Linked DNA regions of Zea mays: all the other regions are linked to region 3. A link is a contact called in public Hi-C data. All regions are on one chromosome and are shown on one strand. The core of a region is the stretch at or near the end of the contact, and the rest is flanking DNA. Distances in the headings are between cores, read along the strand shown. Region 1 holds the start of LOC100384671. Region 2 holds the start of LOC100275738. Region 3 holds the start of LOC100193121.

The links. A called contact is a pair of places that touch in the nucleus more often than the background predicts.
Region 1: a Hi-C map of bundle sheath shows a contact between it and region 3, with 4 times the contacts expected there. The contact joins the promoter of LOC100384671 here to the promoter of LOC100193121 in region 3. A contact is called at or near these places in 6 of 25 Hi-C or Micro-C datasets (bundle sheath, ear, endosperm and 3 more) and 1 of 3 datasets of contacts at active chromatin or transcription factors (leaf).
Region 2: a contact with region 3 is called in a Hi-C map of bundle sheath, with 2.5 times the contacts expected there. The contact joins the promoter of LOC100275738 here to the promoter of LOC100193121 in region 3. A contact is called at or near these places in 6 of 25 Hi-C or Micro-C datasets (bundle sheath, ear, leaf and 2 more) and 2 of 3 datasets of contacts at active chromatin or transcription factors (leaf and seedling).

The regions. Positions count from the first base shown.
Region 1 is chr6:7,868,798-7,872,463 of Zm-B73-REFERENCE-NAM-5.0, forward strand. It overlaps LOC100384671, which reads left to right and starts at 1,449. Exons shown (of 1, transcript NM_001357546.1): 1 at 1,449-3,666. The coding sequence starts at 1,550.
Region 2 is chr6:8,156,747-8,160,752 of Zm-B73-REFERENCE-NAM-5.0, forward strand. LOC100275738 reads right to left here and starts at 2,587. Exons shown (of 2, transcript NM_001149750.2): 1 at 1,491-2,587; 2 at 1-733. The coding sequence starts at 2,093. The coding sequence ends at 92.
Region 3 is chr6:7,999,650-8,003,367 of Zm-B73-REFERENCE-NAM-5.0, forward strand. LOC100193121 reads right to left here and starts at 1,661. Exons shown (of 2, transcript NM_001138282.2): 1 at 1,295-1,661; 2 at 9-1,066. The coding sequence starts at 1,517. The coding sequence ends at 90.

The sequences.
Region 1 (3,666 bases), core at 199-2,698, 130 kb before region 3:
AGTTTCAGATATTGCAGTCTGAAATTCAGATTCTGACATTCCCACTTTGGACCAGTTTCCACCTAGTTCCATATGAATTTAGGGTTACGTAGCTTAAACAAATTTACACATCTAGTGTAGCTCTACAGCTTTGCTACTGTGACCATCTTCAAATTGCCTATATATCAAAAGTTATGAAGATTCAAAGACAACTACTTGATATTGTTTCCAGCCATCCAACCTTAGGTCCAAAAAGTTAATTTTTGAGTTTTCTCCACTTCTTCCTATAAAACATGGAAATCTCTATACCTGAAAGTTGTTTGGGTTGGAGAACTCTATAAATTTGGTAATTTGACCTTTTGGCAAATTATTGCCAAATCACAAGTTCCACTTTTGGAGCTCTAAACTGAGATTTTCAAAACCAGGTCCTTCACTCTTCATTAATCACAACATCATACTTAGATTATTTTGGATCCTAGTGAATGCATTCTAAGTGTATCAAGCAAGTTAATGCAAATGCTGATGATGACATGTCAGAGTTTTAGTAATCGTAACACCAGGGGTGTTACAACCGCCGCCTCACGCCAGGTCGCGGACCGTCCGGCCCTGTGCCGCTGACCGTCCGCGCCTGACCAGAGAGCACCGCCGCCGGTTCTTTTGAAGTGATTGGCGCCTCCAAAAAGGCGTCAACACACAGATAGTTGCTCTACAGCGAGACGTCGCTCGAGACCATGCTGAGGCCGAGATTATGGAGTTGAATTAAGTTTAGTGTTTCCATTTTAGGATGGATGCTTTTGGCGAAGATAGGAGGAAAGCTAAAATGCTTAATTTTTTCCATTGCTTATGGAAAGACAGTTGTGGGGCTATCTAAGGATTGGAAGGTATGATAACCTTATTGCTGCCCAAGTACCAACCTAGATCTGCATTTTAAACTAGGATTCTTGGGTCAGCAATCTAATCAAAGTATGACGGAATTGATCATTTTCTTTTTAGAGTTGACTTTAGTGATTCTTTTTATCACCACTGTCCAAGCAAGACGACAGTAGTTGCGTTGGGTCCTATGGCAATTTTCATAACTTTGTCTGAGTCCTACTGCGGCTAAGGAACGAGGATGCTTTTGCTCCTTAATTTCTTTCCTTTCCTTCTTTTTTTTTTGACAATTTGTGAGATGCATGGCATATTATTTCTATTTAACATCATTCGAATAACATTGGTTTCAATGTTTGCACGTCAGGTGCATGATATGAAGTGATATTGGAAGGACGGGGCCTTCAGAATCTGCTGAGGCGGCCAAGGCTATGTCCAAACCTTTCTACGGAACCAACATTTTGAAAGAAAGAAAGAAAAGGTATAACGCTAGAAAAGTTCAACGGAACCGCGTTTCTTTCCCTCCAACGCGGCCCACCACCCCACCTACTAGAAAGAAACAAAAAGCCAAATCCAAGCAAAGCCCAAGGCAGCGGCGGCAGCAGCAGCACCCACCCACTCTCCCCTCCTCGATTCCCGATTCCTCCTCGCTCTCGCGTGCCATCGCCGTTCACCGCGCGCTCATGTCGTCTTCTCCCTCCGGATGCCAATGTCTTGCCATGACCATGCGGCCGGCCACCGCCGTCTTTTCCAGCTAAGAACCACCACCACCACCACGAGGCTTTTTCTTTCCCTCCTCGTCGCCGTCCTCCTGGTCGCCGACGTCTGCTCGGCGGCGCGGCAGTTCTCCACGGTCGCCATCTCGCACGCGCCCAACGCCACGCTCGTCTGCGCCCTCGTCACCGCCGCCGCCGATGACGACGCGGGGTCGCCGGGCTCCAAGCAGCTGCGCTGCACGTCGCTCCCCGACGGCGAGCAGTTCGTGTACCCCTCCGCCGACATCCCCTACAACGCGATCGCGGCCGGGACCGACTTCCTCTGCGGCCTCATGGCGCCGCTCGGCGGCCACGCCGCCATGCGCTGGTGGTCCTTCACCGAGGAGTTCGCCGCCAACCGATCCCGCCCCGTGGGGCGCCGCCTCTACTGGGGCCCGTCGCTGCGCTCGCTCAGCGCCGGCGGATCCCACGTCTGCGGCCTCTCCGACGACCACGACCCCACCTGCTGGGAGTGGCCGCACCTGGACCTGCCCAAAGGCCTCGACTTCTCCCGCATCGCGCTGGGCCACGACTTCCTCTGCGGCATCGACAAGCTCGACAACACCAGCATGAGCTGCTACGGCGCCATGGCGGCGCCGTCGCTCGCGCCCGACCCCGCGCCCTTGAGGACCGTCGCCGCCGGCCACCGCCACGCGTGCGCCGTCGACGCGGAGGGCGGCTTCGCCTGCTGGGGCGACGGCGACGGCGACGTCCCCGAGGTGCCGGCACACGAGCTGCCGGACGACATGTTGGCCATGGCGCTCGGCAACGGCACGACCTGCATCCTCTCCGGCAGCGGCAGGGTCCGGTGCTGGGGCGCCGTCCAGGTGCCGGACCAGTACAGGACCGCGGATTTCCTGGCCATCGAGGCCGACGGCGACGCGGTGTGCGGCATCCTCAACAGCAACTACTCCGTCGCGTGCTGGGGGAGGAGCGACCGCTTCGGCGCCGGCGGTAGCCTAGTCTACAACAGCACCATGCCCGGCGCGTGCGCGCGCAAGAAGAGCTGCCCCTGCGACATCATCTCGGGCTCCGGCGCGCTCTGCGGCACCGGCGGCGCCGAGGGCGGCGAGGAGCTCGCCGTCTGCCGGGCCTGCGCGACGCCGCTGAACGCGTCCAGGATCCTCATTGCCAACGGCAGGGCGGGACCGGCAGCCGGAGGCGACGCCGGGAAGAAGAAGGCCAAGACCCTGGCCGTCGCGGTCGGCGTCGGCGCCGCGGTACTCGCGGCGGCTGCGGTGGCGCTCTACCTCGTGGCTTACAGGAAGCCGGACAAGAAGAAGAAGACGCTGACGCTGCGTCTAGGGGAGCGGTCGTCGCGGCGCCCGTGCCGCGACGTGGAGGCCGCCATGGTCATGCCGGCGCCACAGGTCTCGCCGCTGCGGTCGGCGCGGCCGCTCGGGTGCGAGGAGTTCACGCTCCGGGACCTGTCGCGCGTCACCGACGGCTTCTCGAACGAGAAGAAGATCGGGTGCGGCAGCTTCGGGTCGGTGTACCGCGCCAGGCTCCCCGACGGGCGCGAGGTCGCCATCAAGCGGGCGGAGCGCAGCAGCAGCGGCGGACGCCGGAGACGCCGCTTCGACGCCGAGCGCGCGTTCCGCGCGGAGCTGCGGCTGCTGTCGCGCGTGAACCACCGCAACCTGGTGCAGCTGCTGGGCTTCTGCGAGGAGCGCGGCGAGCGGATCCTGGTGTTCGAGTTCATGCCCCACGGCGCGCTCCACGACCACCTTCACTGCAGCAGCAGCAGCGGCAACGGCGGGCGCTCGCCGCTGTTCACGTCGTGGGAGGCGCGGCTCCGGGTGGCGCTGGACGCGGCGCGCGGCGTGGAGTACCTGCATTGCTACGCCGTGCCGGGCATCATCCACCGGGACGTGAAGCCCTCCAACATCCTGCTCGACGGCGACTGGACGGCCAAGGTGTCGGACTTCGGGCTGTCGCTAGCCAGCGGCAGCTCGGCGGCGGCCGCCGCCGCGTCGTCGTCCGCCACGGCCGGCACGGTCGGGTACATCGACCCGGAGTACTACCGGCTGCAGGAGCTGACGGAGCGCAGCGACGTGTACAGCTT
Region 2 (4,006 bases), core at 1,337-3,836, 160 kb after region 3:
CTAGTTCCCGACCGGCACATGCATCCATAGATATACCTCAGTAGCGAGATGCTGACAACGACGCCCGCCCGCCCGCATGGTGAGAATCGGCTCAGAAGTCCAGCACGGTCGAGGTGAGGTTCATCAGCCGTGGCAAAGCATTAGGAGCGAACTTCCTCGCGAAGAGGTAGCAGACAGAGGTGGGCTTCGAGTTGTAAAAGCACTGCGTACCATTATTCCTGATGGCCTGGATGAAGTCTTCTGTGATGTCTGTGGCACCATAACTTGCTGGGTGCGGGCCTCCTCTTGACCAATCAACCCATGTGATAGTCCTGTTGGCGTTGAGTGGCCCATGGAACAGATGAAGATAAGTCGGTATGTAATGCTCGTCTGGATAACAGGATGGCCTGCAGTGCTTCCTGAAGATGGAGTAGTACTTGTAGTCCGCTACTATCTGGACAGCCAGCTCGCGGTTAAGCTCAAACCACTCTGACCCTTTCCTCCATTGATCTGCCATGATGTGGGGAGCCATGCGACGGTTGTACCGGCCAGCACACTGAGGGGTGTCGATGTTGTAGGACTCGACGAAACTGTGCGCCGAATTGATGAGGTACTCGTAGACCGTCGGGAAGTTGAACACGGGAATGCAGCTCTCTGAGAGCAGCACGAAGCGCTCATTCGAGAAATCCAGCAAGGCATTGGCCAGCAGGCGCTTCTCAGCGTCCACCAAGGTAATTGATCCCCAGGACACCTCCTGCATTTGAAAGAAATCAAATATTAGAACGTGGTGGAACAAAGGTATCCATCAATAAGGAGCATCAACTGCAAGCACACGATAAGGTGCGGGAGTTGTGATGTGAAACAAAGAAGGAATGCACTACATTACATTACAGTGAATTACAGTGAAACTGGAAAAGCACTACTTTAGCCCAAAAAGAATAGGGGAAAGTAATAATTCATGATTGCAGGTCAGCGCGAACTTGTTCTGGCTTTTTACTATTGTTTTTAGTAAAAAATGATTAATAAAAGTGGAACATTTGTCAAGCAAGAATCTCATCACCACCTATCTGAAATTCGTGAGCGCCACTAGTTGTTGAACAAATTAAGTAGTTTACCAACCTAGCATTGGGACAAGCAAACACGCATATTCTCTCCCACTCCCGTACTAGAGCAAATCCTCAGCCATTTTGCACACAGCGTATCTCAATCAAGTCAGGCACATGGCAGCCACCAACTAGCATGACAAGCGGCCACCAAGGCACCAGCTATCTGCCACTCAACCAGATTTTTTTCCCTTCTTTTGCACAAAGGCAGCAATAATGCGATGCAAATTCCCAAGCTGATGGATTGCAATGTGCGACTACTACTTGCTAGCGAAGATTCATGCCAGGGTGACAACAGGACAAGGGAATGGATGAATCAATACTATCATTTTAGTTTTTCTTTTTGGACGGTGATTAATTCATTGTACGAATGTAGAAGCAAAAGGAAGGAGGCAGAGGCGATAATACCTCGCTGGGGATCTGTCTGCCGTAGAAGGCGGAGCTCTTGGACACATTGAGCTTGTAGTCCGGCACGGTGTGGACGTAGACGGAGTAGAGCCCCTGGTGTCCGCGGAAGAACTTGTCCCAGAGCGGCGCGAAGGGGATGGGGCCGCGCGCCATGAAGAGGAAGGCGACCTTGGGCACCCGCTGGAACGGGAACTCCTCGGCCCTAGGCACGAGGGAGGCCCGCCAGAAGAGCTCGTCGTCGGTCATGGAGTGCGCGAGGCGGGGCGGGTGGACGAAGGCCCTGAAGGCGAGGCCCATGCCGCAGTCCCGGTCCCGCGGGTCGCAGCCGTAGGTGGTGGCCGGGAAGAAGAGCTCGGCGTGGGAGGCGTTGTAGTAGTAGCGCGCGACGCTGCCGCTGACGGAGAGGCCGAGCACGACGCCGCCCATGAAGATGACGGTGGCGGTGACGAGCTTGAGGAGGCCCGTGGACCACCAGTAGTCCTTGCGCGGGGTGGGCGGGAAGTAGTCCGACTCCTCGTCCCCGGCCGCGGGTAACCCCCCGACGACGCCCGTGCCGCCCCGGGACTTGAGCATCTGCTTGGCGTTGGAGTCGCCGCCCCACATCTCGGCCGGGAGCGCGGGGGTAGATCGGGCGGGATCGGGAGCCCGCCGCGGCCGATCTCCGGCACGCGTGGAGAGATCGGGAGCGGAGGAGGCGCGCGTGCTCGCGGCGTCGGACGGGCGCTTCCTGTAGGGAGGGGCAGCTGGGCCTCGACGGCGCCGACGAGCCTCGCCGCGCGGTGCGGAGGGGAGGACGCTTAACGGCTAAGGAGGGAGGGAGGGAGAGGGAAGGGAAGGGAAAGGGAGGGAGGGGGAGCGGAGCGCGTGGAGGAGGAGGTCGCTGTCGATTGGTGGATACGCAGCTGGATGTGGAGAGGGAAGGACGTGGAGAGAGAGAGTGAGCGTCGACTCGACGCGACTGGGCTCGAGGGAGGAGGGGGAGCGAGCGCGTGTATTTATCGGAGGCAGAGGCGAGGGCGACCCCGCCGTTTGGCCGCGACCGCGAGCGAGATTTCTCTTTCTCGGTGAGGTCGCCGCGGGCGGCGAGGAGGAAGGGGAAGGGAGGAGCCCCGAGAAGGGAAAAAAAAAAAGAGGCCCCGGGGCAGGGGCGAAACGGTCAGAAACGCGGGCGGGGCCCGCGCGCAGGCGCTGGCCCGGGGTGGGGTGGGGTGGCGGACCGTGGGGCCCGCGAGTACACTCCGCGAGGAAAGGGGGGAAAAGGCTCTGGGATTGGACCTGGCCCGAGGACGAGCGCGTGGGAAGGAAGCGGGCTGCGTCCGTTTGGGCCGGCGGCGTGCTGCGTGCGGCGAGCGCGAGTGACTGTGGGCCAGCAACGTGTCCCCGTATGTACGGTGGGCCCACGCGGCGTGGAGAATTCGCGGCTCGTCACGCGCTTCGCTTTGCTTCCCAGGCATTGGCGTACTGGGTGGGGCAGGGCTTGGTGCCTGGTGCAAGTGGTGTGGAACGGTCCGGGGTGTGGGGCCCGCTCGCCGGTGGCGCGTGGCGCAGGTGCCTTAGCCGTTTTCAGCTATGTGCCGTATAGTAGAAGGTGCTTGTATTCGTCGCTGGATGTCCATCTGTTACCGCCGCTGACCCGTTGGATTTGATCAGCGCCAAACCGTCAACGCTAGCGTGCTATCCACCCAGTATTCTGGTAACTAAAATGTGCTCGAGGAGTCGAGGAAGAAAGTTAAATGTATTTCAGGTTGGATTTTTTGAATATTTTGTTTCAATATCTTATTGATGGTGAACGGGTAATTAGTAAGGTCGTTTAGGTAACACTTTTTAAGTCCTCAATTTGACTCTCCGCACGAATGATTTAAAGAAGGGCTACTAAGTCTACCATTTGTGGTGCTGGTGGTCTAGCAACAGACCATGTAGTGGGCAACCTAACTAATTAGCCATGACGTACGCTGGTGTTTGTCGGTCGTGGTTGTGCCATGGAGGAGATGGAAGGCAACCCTCAGACAGACAACGATGAGATGATGACTAGAGGGTAGCACAGGCCAACTAGGATTATGACACGGACTACGATAAGGACGATGTCGTGGTGCTTGTATCGGATAGAGACATTTAATCTTTTATTATATTTATGCGTGATGAGCGAAGTGAGATATTTGGACACTAGTCTGAAAACCTTTTCCTACTACTTTTAATCTGTGGTCGGGCGCTTCGGCAGCCCCTCTACTTCCTCCCCTACATGTTAATTTAGATGATTGTACTACCAACGAGCTTGTAATAATGTAGAAATTTAAAAAGGTTGGTGTGCCTATATTTCTTGTATTTTGGTTTTTCTTCGTAAAACTTTCTAGGAAAAACCAATTTTATTTTCGATCCCGACGTCGGCATCATGACTAATGACATCGAGGTATAATATCACACGACAACATGGATGATGATATGATAGGATCTCATTTTCATGGGCATCGAGGTCCCAACACTCCGACCGAGTCTTAAACCATACAATGTCTTTTTAA
Region 3 (3,718 bases), core at 411-2,910:
ACCCTCTTCTGATCAATCAATCGAAATAGGCAATTTGCATTGAATCCATCCTCAGGTCTCCTCAAAACACTGTACACGACTGACCACCATCACCCGGACACACACTGGAACCCCTTGCACACCGCCAGCCAGGCCGCCAACAGCACGAGGCAGACGACGGCGTCCACGGCGACGATGACCTTCACGTGCCGCATCCACAGCGACCGCGACGACTGCTGCCTCCGCAGCCTGGACTGGCTGCCGCTGCGCTCCAGCGACATGCCGCCGACGTCCTCGGCCGGCATCACGTCTATCCTCACCGCTCGGGTCCCGTGGTGCTCGTCCTCACAGCCTCCCGCCCCCGCCCCCGCCGCCGACGACGACAGCTTGTCCCTGGACCGCCGCTTCTCCTTCCTGCTCCCGCTCTTCCCGAGCAGGGGCGCCTTGGACGACGACGTGCAGCCGTCGCCGTCGCCCGCGCCCGCGCCCGCGCCATCGAGCACGAACGCGGCGTGGGGCATCTTCTCCAGCGACGCCACCAGCCGCTGCACGGCCGGCACCAGCGACTCGTGCGGCTGGCGCCCGCCGACGCCTGCGCTGCTCCGGAACGCGTCGCGGACGCGCTCCAGGAACTGCAGCGCGCCGGCGCTGCCGACGCTGGGGTCGATGATGGCGAAGAAGGTGTGGCCGTCGGCCGTCAGGTACCCGTAGCTCCTGCGCCCGGAGGTGTGCACGTAATGCCGGTGGTGCGGCGGCGACCGGTCCAGGCAGAGCGCCGCCGTGGCCTCCGCCTGCGGGTCGCCGCCCTTGCTGCTGTACCGGTAGATCACGCTCCGGCCCCTGGCGATGCAGCAGTACACGGTGTTGGCGGCCGAGGAGCTCATCCGCGCGTCTCCCTCTTCCTCAGGTACGTCCACCTCCAGGGCCCCGTCCCCGTTGGCGCGCGCTGACACCAGCTTCACCGACCGAGACCGGCGCGAATTCATCCAAGGCGCTCGCCGGATCAGCCTCCCCGCACAGCAAAACCCGCAGGTGACGGGACACCGAGTAAGCGCCGGATGGAAATCGGCGGATCGCGGATCAAGACCTGCAAATTCGCGAGGCACGGTGCTCATCCGCCCAATTGATTTAATCCAAGAAGCTAGAATCGCTCATAAGGATGGATGGATGGATGGATGGATGGATGGAAGAAAAAAGACGGTCCTTTGCCCGACGAATCAATCACTGGCCGCAGCAGCACGGCCGACGGAGTGGAGCAAGTACTGTACCGTAAATCGGTAGGGAAACGATAAAAGCACGGCAATTGATGAATTACCTGGGCCTGAGGACGATGAGCCGGAGAGGTAACAGCCGGCGGCGTCACGGGCGGGGATCTGGAGAGGGAGAGGATGGAGTCGCTGAGACCAGGAGGGGAAGAGACGGGAGCTTGGTGGTAGAAGAGGACTGAGACGACTTGGCCTGGGTCTGTGAGCAGCAGCAGCACAGAGGAAGAAGAGGATTCGAATTGGGGACGGGTTGGACATTGACCGCGCAACCATGCCAAGCAATCAAGCAAGGAATTGATGGAGAGAGAGAGTGTGGAATTAAAAATGTCACGCGGTTTGTGTATTACATGTATAAAACCAAAACCATTTTGTAGGTGGTGCCAGGACTAGGTATGCGAAGGAATGAAATTTAATAACAAGACTGGTTATAATAATCTAGAACATGTATAAATAATTAAAGTATTTAGATCAATAAATTATGGTAATTATATTTTTTATCAATATACTTAAAGCATCAGTTTCAACGGTCGTCTTGCGTCTCTTTTTTTAAAAAATTCCTACTTTTCTTCTAAATTAAATCAGCATAAAATATTAAAAAACACTGAAAACCAATAGAACATCATGCTCAGGTGTTTATAATATTGAATATAAATTATATATATATATATATGATTTTTTATAAAATAAAAAAATAATCGTGTCGAGACGGGACAACACTACGAGCCGAGGCTACGGCTCAATCACCGCACAGCGCTCGCGCCGGGTTGGACTAGGCACTATTAAATGGGTCGTACCTCGGGCCGGCTCGCAAGACACGACCCATTTGGCCATCTATATCTCCGCACGATAATGATGGTCCTCGCCTCAGTTGCCACCACATCATTCGACATTCTACCTCTTTTCTCTCTCCCCTAATGCCTCCACCTCCGTGCCATCCAATTTTCGGCAGAGGGCGTAGGAGCAGGCGCCTCCTCCCCGTATTCATCTCACACCAACCCCGATATCGACTTGCGCAGTGGCTATTGCATATCCATGAGGACGTTTCACATCATGTGCACATCATCGTTTTGGTCGTCGTCGGACGTCCCATTCATCTTCTCGACCTTCGCCTTATTCTTCCTCCCCAACCTACTGCACCCCTCCCCCGCCCACAGTCGCAGCCACGAGCTGACCGGCGCTCGTCGACGCGGGAACGAGACGAGTCGATCATGCTCCTGGCATCTCGGTGTGTACCGTCGAGGAGGACATGGTGGCGCTTGCCACGTTTAGGTTATCTTAGCGATGAGAAGTCTAGGTCAGAGATATTGGACAACTAAGGCCTAAAACGTGGCAGTAGTCGACATATGCTACGGAGTTGGTGGTGGCGTTGTGTCGCTTCGGCGGGTCCATGGCTGGGAAGACACTAGCATTCTCTCGCTCTTCTCGTACTGACGCCTGGTGCGTGTGCCTTTTGGTTTGGAGCTAATCCGGCTCTGCTTCTTTCTCCGTTTGCGTGCTCTCTCCCTATATATCTAGCGGTATACTACCTATGTCGCCTCTAGATGTCCATGTCTTCGTCGTGTCCTTCTCCGGCAACGAACAGGTATGCCCGCCTCATCCCTTCCCCTCCTGCTATACGAAACCTTGGAAGTGGGGGAGACGAGGGATGTGGTTCTTTGATTTGCTGTACCTGTGCGTTCATAAAAAATATTATCCGAAGAGTGCAGACAACAAATAAAAAACATTTATATATTTTTAGTGGATAATTTACGTGGGTATTGTTGTGAGCCGTCGCAACGCACGGTTAACCGACTAGTGATTATTAAAGTGAACATTTTTTCTACCTTATCGTTTATGGTTTAAAATGTTAGACAATCAGCGGATACACTCGTAATACAATTAATAAGAGAAAATATGATTTAGGCAAATACTTGTAACAAAAAAAATAATACATGTATCACTAATTATATATCTCTGAATACCGTTTTTATGTAAACGTTCGTTGTGCTCTAATATTTTTTAGAATAACTTATAGACCGTAGGATGAACACAGTGTAGTAGCCGTAGTATCTTGGTCCGCCTACGTGCCTGCCTTTTGAATCGTTCAAAAGCTTTTGTGCGTGTCGCGCAAAGCGACGACGCCGACGGGGACGGGAGGACGCCGCTTTCGTCTCAGTTCGGTGGTGCAGATGGCTGTGTCACCGGCCGGTCGTCGTCGCGGCGGATCGGTCTCCACTGACGCCGACGCCGATCGATGGAGCGCGGGCACGCAGCTTCGCAGACGCTCTCCTCTTCTCCCGCCCACTGACCCGTTCTCACCCCTACTCGTGTCAGTTCGCCACCAGCCAGAGGCGCGACGGCGATGCCGTGGAAATCCTTTTTAGCTCTTTAACTAAAGGCACTTTTAACGAGTGTTTTTCTTTTTATTACTATATATATAATTCCGAAATTTTAAAAGTTGCCTACCAATCAACCAATGCAAGAACCCTAAACCA